Regions from separate parts of the Zea mays genome. Here region 1 is linked to region 2. A link is a contact called in public Hi-C data. All regions are on one chromosome and are shown on one strand. The core of a region is the stretch at or near the end of the contact, and the rest is flanking DNA. Distances in the headings are between cores, read along the strand shown.

What was found. Hi-C and Micro-C count contacts between places; a contact is called where the count stands out from the background.
Region 1: a contact with region 2 is called in a Hi-C map of tassel, with 5 times the contacts expected there. The contact joins two enhancer-like sites. A contact is called at or near these places in 2 of 25 Hi-C or Micro-C datasets (ear and tassel).

What each region holds. Positions count from the first base shown.
Region 1 is chr9:107,417,358-107,422,842 of Zm-B73-REFERENCE-NAM-5.0, reverse strand. No RefSeq gene overlaps it. Among protein-coding and RNA genes, the nearest start is that of LOC100382286, 32 kb to the left of the region's middle. Within about 2 kb of position 3,647, at least 17 of the 20 cell types and tissues checked have an H3K27ac peak or open chromatin away from gene starts, as enhancers often do. A contact at or near this core is called in ear and tassel, where this site is marked.
Region 2 is chr9:107,269,412-107,274,518 of Zm-B73-REFERENCE-NAM-5.0, reverse strand. No RefSeq gene overlaps it. Among protein-coding and RNA genes, the nearest start is that of TRNAK-CUU, 4.2 kb to the right of the region's middle. Within about 2 kb of position 3,213, at least 18 of the 20 cell types and tissues checked have an H3K27ac peak or open chromatin away from gene starts, as enhancers often do. A contact at or near this core is called in ear and tassel, where this site is marked.

The DNA.
Region 1 (5,485 bases), core at 2,398-4,897, 150 kb before region 2:
CGGGGGGGGGGGGGGGGGATGTGATACTCACAAGTTGCCAGCATCTACGTGCATAATTACACCTCAGGAACAAGTGGTTATTAGTTTCTTCCCTTTGCAATATACAATTTTCACAGGTGTATGATTCCAATTCCATACTTCTTCTGAGCAGTGATCTAGTATTTAACCTGTCCTTTTAAAAGCAGCCAAAAGAAGACCTTCTTCCAGAAGGATTGATGATCGTGAAGGAGGAAATCGTAGCACTCAAACAAGGTGCAATGTTTGTCAGTGAGGATAGATTCCTGCAGCTATCCCGCTATGCCCCCAAAGAAGTTAACATGTATGCAAAGAGGCAATACCAGTTCATGAGAGGATTAGTTGAACCTGTTCACTACTAGCTTATGAACCATACCTTCCCCACCTTCTAGCACCTCATAGACTGGGCCATAATGAGATAGAGGAAGTGTCAGGTGATGGAGGGCAGAAAATGCAAGCTAAATGGGCCACAATTAGGTAGCACTAGTCATCCCCGCTTGTTAGGAAACCACAACCAACAGTATCAGTAAGGCAGTTCACAAGGACACCTACACCACCACTAGCATCAGCGGTGGTACCAATATTAGTCCAACGGATAAAACAACACCTAGTAGGGGAATAATTAGAATCAATGCTAGGTCAACCAAGTGCCCTAATTCCCAACCCCAACATGCAATCAAGATGAACAATCGAATGCAACACAAGGAGGATACAAAAGCTTCATTTATGGAGATCATGGCCACTAGTCTAGGCAATGTCTATAAAAGATAGGGAACAACATAACACTAGTGGGGCACCCAAACATAATGCTCTACAACAGTCCACATGCAACCTAGGTCACCCAAATCACAATCATGGAAGGGTGAATCACTTGGCGGCTAAAATGACATAGGAGGCACTAGATGTGCAATTAGGTATGTTTCTGGTCAACTCTCAACTAGCAGTCGTGTTGTTTGATACTGGTGCATCACATTCATTTATCACTACCACTGGGTAGCAATGCATAACCTTCCAATAAAATCAATGTCACAACCGATGATAACCAGTTCACCTAGTGGAAAAATTAAAGCAAATATGATGTGTTCAGATATAAGTGTGGAAATAAGGGGATAGAGTTGCCCACAACCTAATAGTCTGGGTTTATAATCTTGTGTGTACTTGTAATAAGGTTGATGAATGTAGTTTAAGATTTTGTGTGAATTGTTCGAACCAATTTTGTAATTACTCATATGAATTTCATAACAAGGTTGACGACTCTAGTTTATAATCTTGTATACTCATAAGAAGTTTAGAATAACCAATACAAGGTCGATTATTATAATTTATCATCTTTTATTACTTATTCATAATTGGTTTGTGTGAGAGAAAGAAGGAGGTTTCATGTCGACATCAGACACTGATACTCTAACACTAATGACATTAGTACTCTAGCCTCAACATTAGACCACACAAACACACACATTGATATTAACAACCTAACATGGCTCGAACCCATATATATATATATATATATATATATATATATATATATATATATATATATATATATATATATATATATATATATATATATATATATATATATATATATATATATATATATAATATACACATAACATGACAACTTGAGATTCAACACTAAACCTAGCTAGTTCCGAGTCAAGATCGAAAAACACATAGATATGAAATGTAAGTAATTGACATGCACAATAATCCAAATACACAATCAAAGACACCAGACGACTCTTCGTATCTCTTGTTTCGTTCACTCCTCCTTTGAACGGATAGAATGCAATATTGGAAGCCACATGGCCTAGGTGCATGATCGAGCAACATGGTAGATCAGTTCCCATCACTACGGCATGGTCGGACGAGCCTCTCAACGACATGCATCAGGCTTTCTACTGCCTAGTGCCTCTATGGTTGGAGCATCCATGGGTTGGCACTCGATCAGCATAGGGAATGATGTATGTCATTAGTAGGCTCGTCCGCTTGTGCCCTAGTGATGGAAACTAATCAATTGCCTTGCTCGATGTCTTCATCCAAGCCACGCCACTCCATATCTTGCATTATATTTGTTGAATAAGAGATATGATGAGTCGTCTGATGTCTTCATTTTCATACTTGTATTAATCTGCTTGTGGATTATTTCTAGTTCATGCTCATGTGCTTTCGATCTTGACTTGGAACTAGCTAGGTTTGCTAAAGCTGAAATTGTTCTGGTGTGCATATATATCTGGGTTTGGGGCATGTTAGGTTGTTAGTCTCTACGTGTGCGTTTGTGTGGTTTGATGTTCAGGCTAGTGCTAGTAACTTATGATGGCTATAGAGTGTTGTCAAAAGTTAAGTTTTTGACCATGTTAACTTTTGACGGTACTGAGAAGCTGTCGAAAGTTAGGTACCTTCTATCCATCTTTTCCGACACTTGTCTACCGTCAGAAGTTGGCGCTTTGGCCATTGGAAGTTAGCCTTTTTCATGTAGTGCATACATGGGAATCACACATACACATTTAATATGTTACATATAAAACATAGCTCCAAGGTAAAAATTCTTAGATGAGTGGTATAATAAAACTAACTCAAAGAACTCTACTCAACATGTTACTAACTTAGTATATATTCAACTTCAATAAAGGCACAATATGAATATATGTCTACATATTGAAAAAGATGTATGTGCAAAATATATCCATATGTATACATGAAACATATTGGTGAGACTAATCATGTTCTTATTAGTCATACTGTCACATAGTAAATGGATGTCGTGTACCAATTTATTAGTAACTAAGCTACTTAGAAACATAGCTTAACTTATTATTAAACTTCCATTACATCTAATGTTTTAAGTGACATAAGTACGTAATATTATGTCCAGCAGACTCCCTATCCCACCTCCTATATCACTCTTTATTTTAAACCACACTATGTAAACAGTACAATCTGTAATATAAAAATAGTGTTTTGCACGTCCATATGCATGCTCCGCTGGAGACAGCTAATAAAAGGTACCATACCAAACATCTATTTTGGAGCTACTATTTTTATGCGTGGAATCACTGCACGAAGATTAAAATTTGTGGAGAAACAAATTATTTCTTATAATTTAGTTAAGATTTAACAATAATAAATGCATGTGCTCATGATAATTATATATCTCAATACTTTTTGTATTACCATATCCATATAATGTGCTATAAGGATTCAAAAATAGTAACTTTACATTTAAATCACACGTTTTCCATTTTTACCTATAATTATATAATTATATATATAGAGTATTAAAAATGCATTTTACAAGATAAACTGCAACTCAGACATTTGGTATCAAATGGATATAAAAATTTTAATGGCGAGACATTCATAGCGTATAAGCCTACCATAAAAATTTCACTCCATTTGGACAACCGCAATAGTCTATATTAATTAGAGTAAACCCTAGATTAACAATTCATTAAATATCTTACCCTAAACTATATGATTTTATTTTTTAAAGTATATATGGTCATGTGCGTCTCAAAAATTATATTTTTTATTTTTCGCATGAAAAGAAAAACGAGTCTTGGGTACAATCTGGCCCATTCAGGCCAACTAGCGTGGGCAGGCCAGCCCACGTGGGTGACCAGGCCGGCCCACGTGGCCTTGCACCTACTTTGCACTTCGATAAAGTGAACTTGCGGACGATAACTCGATAAGTACTATTCAACACTATTCATATAAGTCATAATATATTCGTTTAACTCAAACGCTCTCGTATTTTGTGTTACTGGTCCCTTAGGCTTAGGCTTTGTTCGTTTGTGTCGGATTGTAATCGAAATCGTTTCAGCTAATCAAAGTTTATATAAATTAGAGAAACAATCCGGTTAGGAATCGTTCCGACGCACCAATTCAACACAAACAAACAAGGTCTTAGACCCCGTTCGGGTGCCTCGGATGTATTCCACACCAGAAACAGTTCCAGAGCTAGAAACAGTGGCCCATTCATTCTATCCCAGGAACCAATCCGGAGGACACGAGACCAGGTTTTGTACCAGGCCGTGAACAACAAACAATCTCTAAAACTGGTGGCTTCTGTTTTTAATCCAAGTTCAAAACGAACGGCTGTTTTAATCTGGGCCAAGTTCCAATCCAGATTATTTCTTTCCATCCGGAAGGAGTCTAGAAACGGTCCAAACGAGTAGAAACGGTCCAATCCAGATTTGGTTCGAAGCAGAGCGGCGCACTGGCTGGCCGGGGGAGGAGAAGCTGATTTAGCTGGCCAGGACCTCACCAGCGGCGGAGGTAACGCCAACGAGTCAAGACGGGCCCGTGTGGGACCCGGACAACCACTCAGTGACGGTAGCGCGCAGGGCAAACCACGGCGGCGACGGGCACCGGTGCCCACGCCCCAGGCGCGAGTGGCCGTGATGGTGGCATGCTGACGGCGTCTCGGTGAGGCTACGACTCCTAATAGTCAACAAATGGCGTGCGAGCAAAGGGCAGAACCGCGGCAACGCCCAGCGGCAAGGTTGCCTTTCCCCGCGAGCAGTGGCGCCTAAAGAAAAATCTGTTTCAGAGGTAAGGCCGATGCATTAAGGCAGAGATAGAACATCAAGAAGTTGGAAGAGAAAGAGAGATCGAGAGTGTCAGCCATGGGCAAGCTGCGTTGGGCGGGCACGATGACTGGCGCCGATGAAACTATTTCGGATATAGTTGCTTTGTCGGACAGCCTTTGGTGTCGTTTGTTTCGGGGCGTTTGTGCATGTTGCGATGCAGCGTAGATGAAGTGGACCAGCCAGGAGAGGTGGCCCAGTGGAGCCTTCATGGGTCATGACTTCTGTTTCCTCCCTTTGAGTGATGTCCATCCATCCCGTGCTCTACCCGCCGCTGAACTGGCTTCAGCTGGGGAGGCCCGAGGGGATTACATCTGCGACGTGAGAGACATTTCGGCTGGGGATCGTGAGCATTCTGAGGCAGCGCATGAAGCCGAGCATGGACAACCTGCAATAGATGATGATACTAGTAAGTTATCTAGCCCTTTCAATTCCTCTCTCCGTGAAGAGTTCTGGTGTGATACTGGTTTCCCAAAAGAACGCCGGTGGTGGGAAGATACGGAAGAACCAAACACATCGGCTGATACGATGATCGACCTCCTGGGAGACATGGGAAGTTTGATGAACAAGGCTGATGCCGAAGCAATCCTGAACCCAGTGGGGAGAAAATCGTATGAAATCGGTCTGGCTAGTTCATCGACACCCAATGTCGGAACTGTCAGCACCATTGCTTCGAGCAATGTCTCTATCTATAGCCGCAAGGAGAGCATCGAAAATCAGAACAAAATGAAAAAAAGAAAGGGGAGATGCTACGGATGTAAAATTCGTCCTTGGCGCGGTCCTCTGCCCAGGATCAGTAAACGGTTGATCACTCTCGAGGCATTCATGCCGAGCTTGATCAATGGGCTTGATAGTTTGAAACGGCCATTATCAGATGA
Region 2 (5,107 bases), core at 1,964-4,463:
AAGATGATCAGTCCCACGTCAAATGGAATGAGCAAAGTGCTCATGGTCCAAAATGAAGATGTAATGCCAATAAGACTTACTGCAATTGGTTTGTGCCAAAGGGATACACGCAGCTAAATCTGTCTGCAGACCATCTCCTGGCTGACTTAATGGGATCAAATTGGGGGCAGATTGAGCATCAGGAACAGTTGGCACGTCATCGATAGCACGATCAAAGTCTTCATGGGGACGGTCTACTACAACCGGACGCACCACAACCTCCATGAGTTGCAAATGGGTCTTCATAGCCGAAGTAATATAATTATCCCAATCCAGTTGACAATCAATTGGGATGACTCGTCTTATGACATTTGGTGGATGACCGATATTAAGCACTCCGTCAACCGCAATGTCATCAGCTTCATGGTAACCTAACTTTTGTTTAGCCTTTGTAAACACATCTCTCAAGGAGGGTCTACCATCGAATAGTACCGGCACGTGTCGCATGTCAATGAACTTGGCATTTCCATACGGATCTTGTTCCACATTGCCTCCATGATACAAGCTCAAAAAATTGTCCATCTATTTGAAACACCAATTAAAAATTCAATATAAACTGTGGATGGTTATTACCTAACCACAAACCACTAATTAGTACCTAAATAAGTATAAATATAACCACCACCCACTAATATACTAACCACCTTATAAAATACTCATATATAATAATTGCAAATTTTGACAGCACCTCCCCTGCACGGGGAGGATAAAAACCATGCACATTTGACTCACATTCATAATATTCAATCAAATTAGCATTTATCACAATAACTAACATTCATCACATTCAAAAAACAACAAATTATAGCACAACAATCTAACATAATTAATACAAAATGCTTACATAATAACGGGCGTCGGGGTCGGGGTCGGGGTCGGGGATGGACGACGACGACGCGGGCGAGGAGCGGGCGTCGGGGCGGGGCAGTGTGTCGACGGCCGGGGGCGGGGCGCCGGGAGGGAACTGGGCTTCGCGGGGTTGGCCGGAACGGGGCGCGGCCGTGGGACGGGCGTTGGCGGCGGCGCTTCTTGGGCGGCGCGGCGGAGCTTGCGGGGCGGGCCAGCGCGGGCGGGGTCGGCCGGACGCGGGCAGGGGCGGCTCGGGCGTGGCCGTCCGGGGGCGGCGCGGCGCGGGCGTGGCCGTCCGGGCGCTGGGCGGCGCGGGCGTGGCCGGCCGGTGGCGGGGCGGGGCGGGCGTGGCCGTCCGGGGGCGGCGCGGCGCGGGCGTGGCCGTCCGGTGGCGGGGCGGCGCGGGCGGGCAGGCGGGTGGCGGGGCGGGGCGGCCGGGGCGTCGCGGGAGGCAGTGGCGCGGTGGGAGGGCGCCGGGCGGCGTCGGCTAAGGCGGCGCGGGGGCGAACAAGGCGGCGCGGCGGCTGGCGAAAACTCCCTGGGCGCGGGTCAAAATTAGGGTTTGAATTATGTTGAATATAGGGGGTCGGCGCCAAGATCTATGACGCCGACCCCCTGACACGTGTACTGCCGCCTCCAGGGGGTCGGCGCCAAGATCTATGGCGCCGACCCCCTGACACGTCACGTCCAGCGAGGCATCCCCGTCAGGCAGACAGGCGCCAATAAGATTGGCGCCGGCACACAGAACCTCGACGCCAATGATGACGGCGCCGAGCTAAGGGTCCATTTTTTGAAATGAAACTGCCAGGGGCATAAATGTGGGAAAAAAACCCGAAAAGGGCCAATTTGCAAAAAAGTTAGGTGACCTCTACAACTACACCCTATGTCAAATATGTCTATATTACGTTTTATTTTTTTCATATATTGTAACCGAGAAAAAATCAATTGTTTGAGACATTAAATAAATTAAAATTAAAAAATTGTCAAGTAAAAAGTTGTATAACTTTTCAAGATCTACAACATTTATTTTCCCAGTAAACTTGGCACACTGAGACCTGCATCTGACATGTCGTCTTTGAAACTGAATCTGTAGTATTATTACCGGGCCACGGACTCGCGGGTTGGGCCGGGTTTATGTTTCCCGAGCAGATTGCATGGGCAGCAATGCAAGATCAGTTGGGCCAAGGCAGATTACACACACAACTCACTCTGACTTGCGCTGCGTGCAAATGGTAACCCGTAACCGTAACCGCTGTCTAGCAGGAAGGAAGGCAGCGTGGCAGGCGCCGATGGATGCAGGAAGGCAGGCAGGAAGGAAGCGCGCGGCAGGCGGGCCGGGCCCCGTCGCGAATATTTGCACGTTGCCGGCCGGCCTGCCCGGCCCCGCTTGGCTTCGCCCGTATCCTCCAGGCTTACCTCATCATCTTTTGGCTGCCGAGCGGGGACACCGTGTACGTATTTGCGACCACCTGATGGAGGAGGCAGCTAGCGTTGATGCAAGCACAGCGAGGACACAGGGGTGCCTTTGTGCTAGATCTGCTGCTCTGACATACTCATCAGGCACCTAGCTAGCTAGGTAGGTGGGTCCTTGTATTTTACGCATAGCCAAGTGAACTCCCATTCCCCATCCATATATCTACCTCAACGTGTGTGTATATATATATATATATATATATATATATATATATATATATATATATATATATATATATATATATATATATATATATATATATATATATATATATATATATATATATATATATATGTGGCCGGATCAACATGGAGTTTCAAGCTTTAATAAGTTTTCCGAAGCGGCATAACGCCTATTTCCATAGCCAGAGGCAGCCAGAGCAGCAACCACTCGTTTTCTTCAGCTTTATTTGCATGCATGGAAGGCCATGCATGCCCTGATTGATCGGGTACATGTATACCCCATCATCATCTGCAGCCCTGCAGATGGGCTGGTCGATCGATCGATGCGTTCCATCGTCCGTGCATGCATGCATGCGAATAAATGATGAGATCTATTCATCTATACATCGAAGCGGTCGTCGTCGCAGACTCGCAGCACATTCAGGCAGGCAGGCATGCATGATGCATGCATGCAAGCAACGGCTCATCAGCGCTAGCTAACCCGCGGCGATGCATCGATCTCGATCGAGCAGACTGTGTGTACTTGCGTTCCTCGCGTGTACACGCACGCGCGCCACGTACGTACGTACGCCCGGCCCGCTTCCAGGAACGCATGGCATGGAATTCTGATGACCGCAGCGCGCACATGGGCGTGGATACGGCCGGGCCTAGGGCAGGCCATGCTGCACACGCATGATGGCGGTCTGGTTCAGGTCAGAAGCGCTCCTCGGTGCGAACGTGGCGACGGTGTCGTGTTCACGCCGACCCGGGCGGCCGGCACCAAATTGCATGGTCACCACGCTCATGTTCATCCACAGTGACACGGCGCAGTAGTACGTACGTACGCCATCCATCATTCTTTCTGCATGCCATGTAATAACTGCAATGCAAACAACGAGTCCACGATTGCGCGCTTTCCTTTGCACTTGGCTGGTGCAGACCACACTGATCGAACATGGTTGATCCAGGCATCCAGCCAGCAGCAACAGTCTCCACGGGGCCGGCGTGCCGGCCGAGCTAGCTAGCTAGGTGCCGAGATCCAATCCAATGCATGCATGCAAGGCAGCAGAGCACAAAAGGTCAGGCAGCCGGCCGGCCAACACGTCCAGCCGCATGCATGGCACGACCATTGTGTGCCATGGATCGTCCTCGTCCATGCGCACCCTAGCTAGCTAGCTCGCTCTCTGACGAGAGGGGAGTTATTGTGCTGTCTCGCCGTGCCGGGGCAGACGCCCCTGTGCGCTAACAGTGGCCGCTCTGCGTGCCCAACTGAAACCCCTCCCTGCATGCCTCACACAGCGCGCTGCGCTGTTGCTTGCGTGCGCGCGCATGGTGCCGCCAGTGACCACTGCCTAGTGTGCGCCAACGGCTGCTGGCCGGCCGGCCGGCCGGCCCCAACTGCGGCCCAACCCCTCTCTCTCTCTCCCTCTCTCTTAAATTGCGAAGGGTTAAATTATATCATCTGAAGGGTAAAAAATCATTCGCAAGAAGCTTATTTTTGTATCTCTTTCTCTCTTAAAAAATGAAAAGCAACCACTACCATATCTTTAGTTCGGGCATGAAGCATGGGATTGGAAAACAAATATTTTGCTCCCGTACCGTCACACAATAGACATGTTGTCTTTGGACTCTCAATCTTTAACTCCTACAGTAAGATCTGAATCCACTTGATCTTTACCGTAGCATTTGCCAAAGTCTTATACTCTGCATTACTATTTGATCTCGATATAGTGGTCTATTTTCTTGCACTACAAGAGACAAGATTGCAGAGCCAAAATACAACAAAGCCTCCTATTATTTTGACAGACTGGTGAGGCGACTAGAGAGGTGGGTAGAATACAATCTAATTTTTGTTGTCAAACACTAAAAATGATCACACACTTCACTTCAATTGAGATGAAGTAAGCGCTCAAACCAAAAACACATCAGCAAACCAGTGATCTCATGATTACAAAATGTTCCTAAGACTCACATGAGACCAGCAAAACAAACGGATCACAGATCGGACACCGAAAAGTCCGGATCGGTCCAAATCAGTGTCGCTATCAAGTGCTGATTTCAGGAGCACGAAATTCAGTTCTCTGATGCGAAACTGAAATAAACGAACTCCAATTAAGATGAAATTTTACGCACGCCTTGACAAATGTGTTTCCAAGTTCTCCACAAGTTTTGAGCTCAATCATATTTGTAAATCAATCGCGGATTTGAAAATACGGCCAGAATGCGGATTTAATTTTTTTAATCCAGACATAGTTTATGTTGACAAGATGAGCTCAAATCAAAAGGTTGCAAACTACAAAACTCTATAAGTTCTTAAGATCTTCAAAGTTTATTTTGATTATTTGGTTATTTACTTATCCAACATGATGGTTCTAACATTGTTCTAAATCTTATACATCTACAAATCAAGCATATAAGTTATGTAAACAAAGAAATGGCCAAAATAAATGTTGTACATCTTGATAAGTTATACAACTTTGTAGTTGAAAACCTTTTTATTTGAATTAATTTGCCACTTCAAAATTTGATTAAAAAATAGCTTTGTCTAGTGTAAAAAACACTCGACAAAGAAACTCTTTGTCCA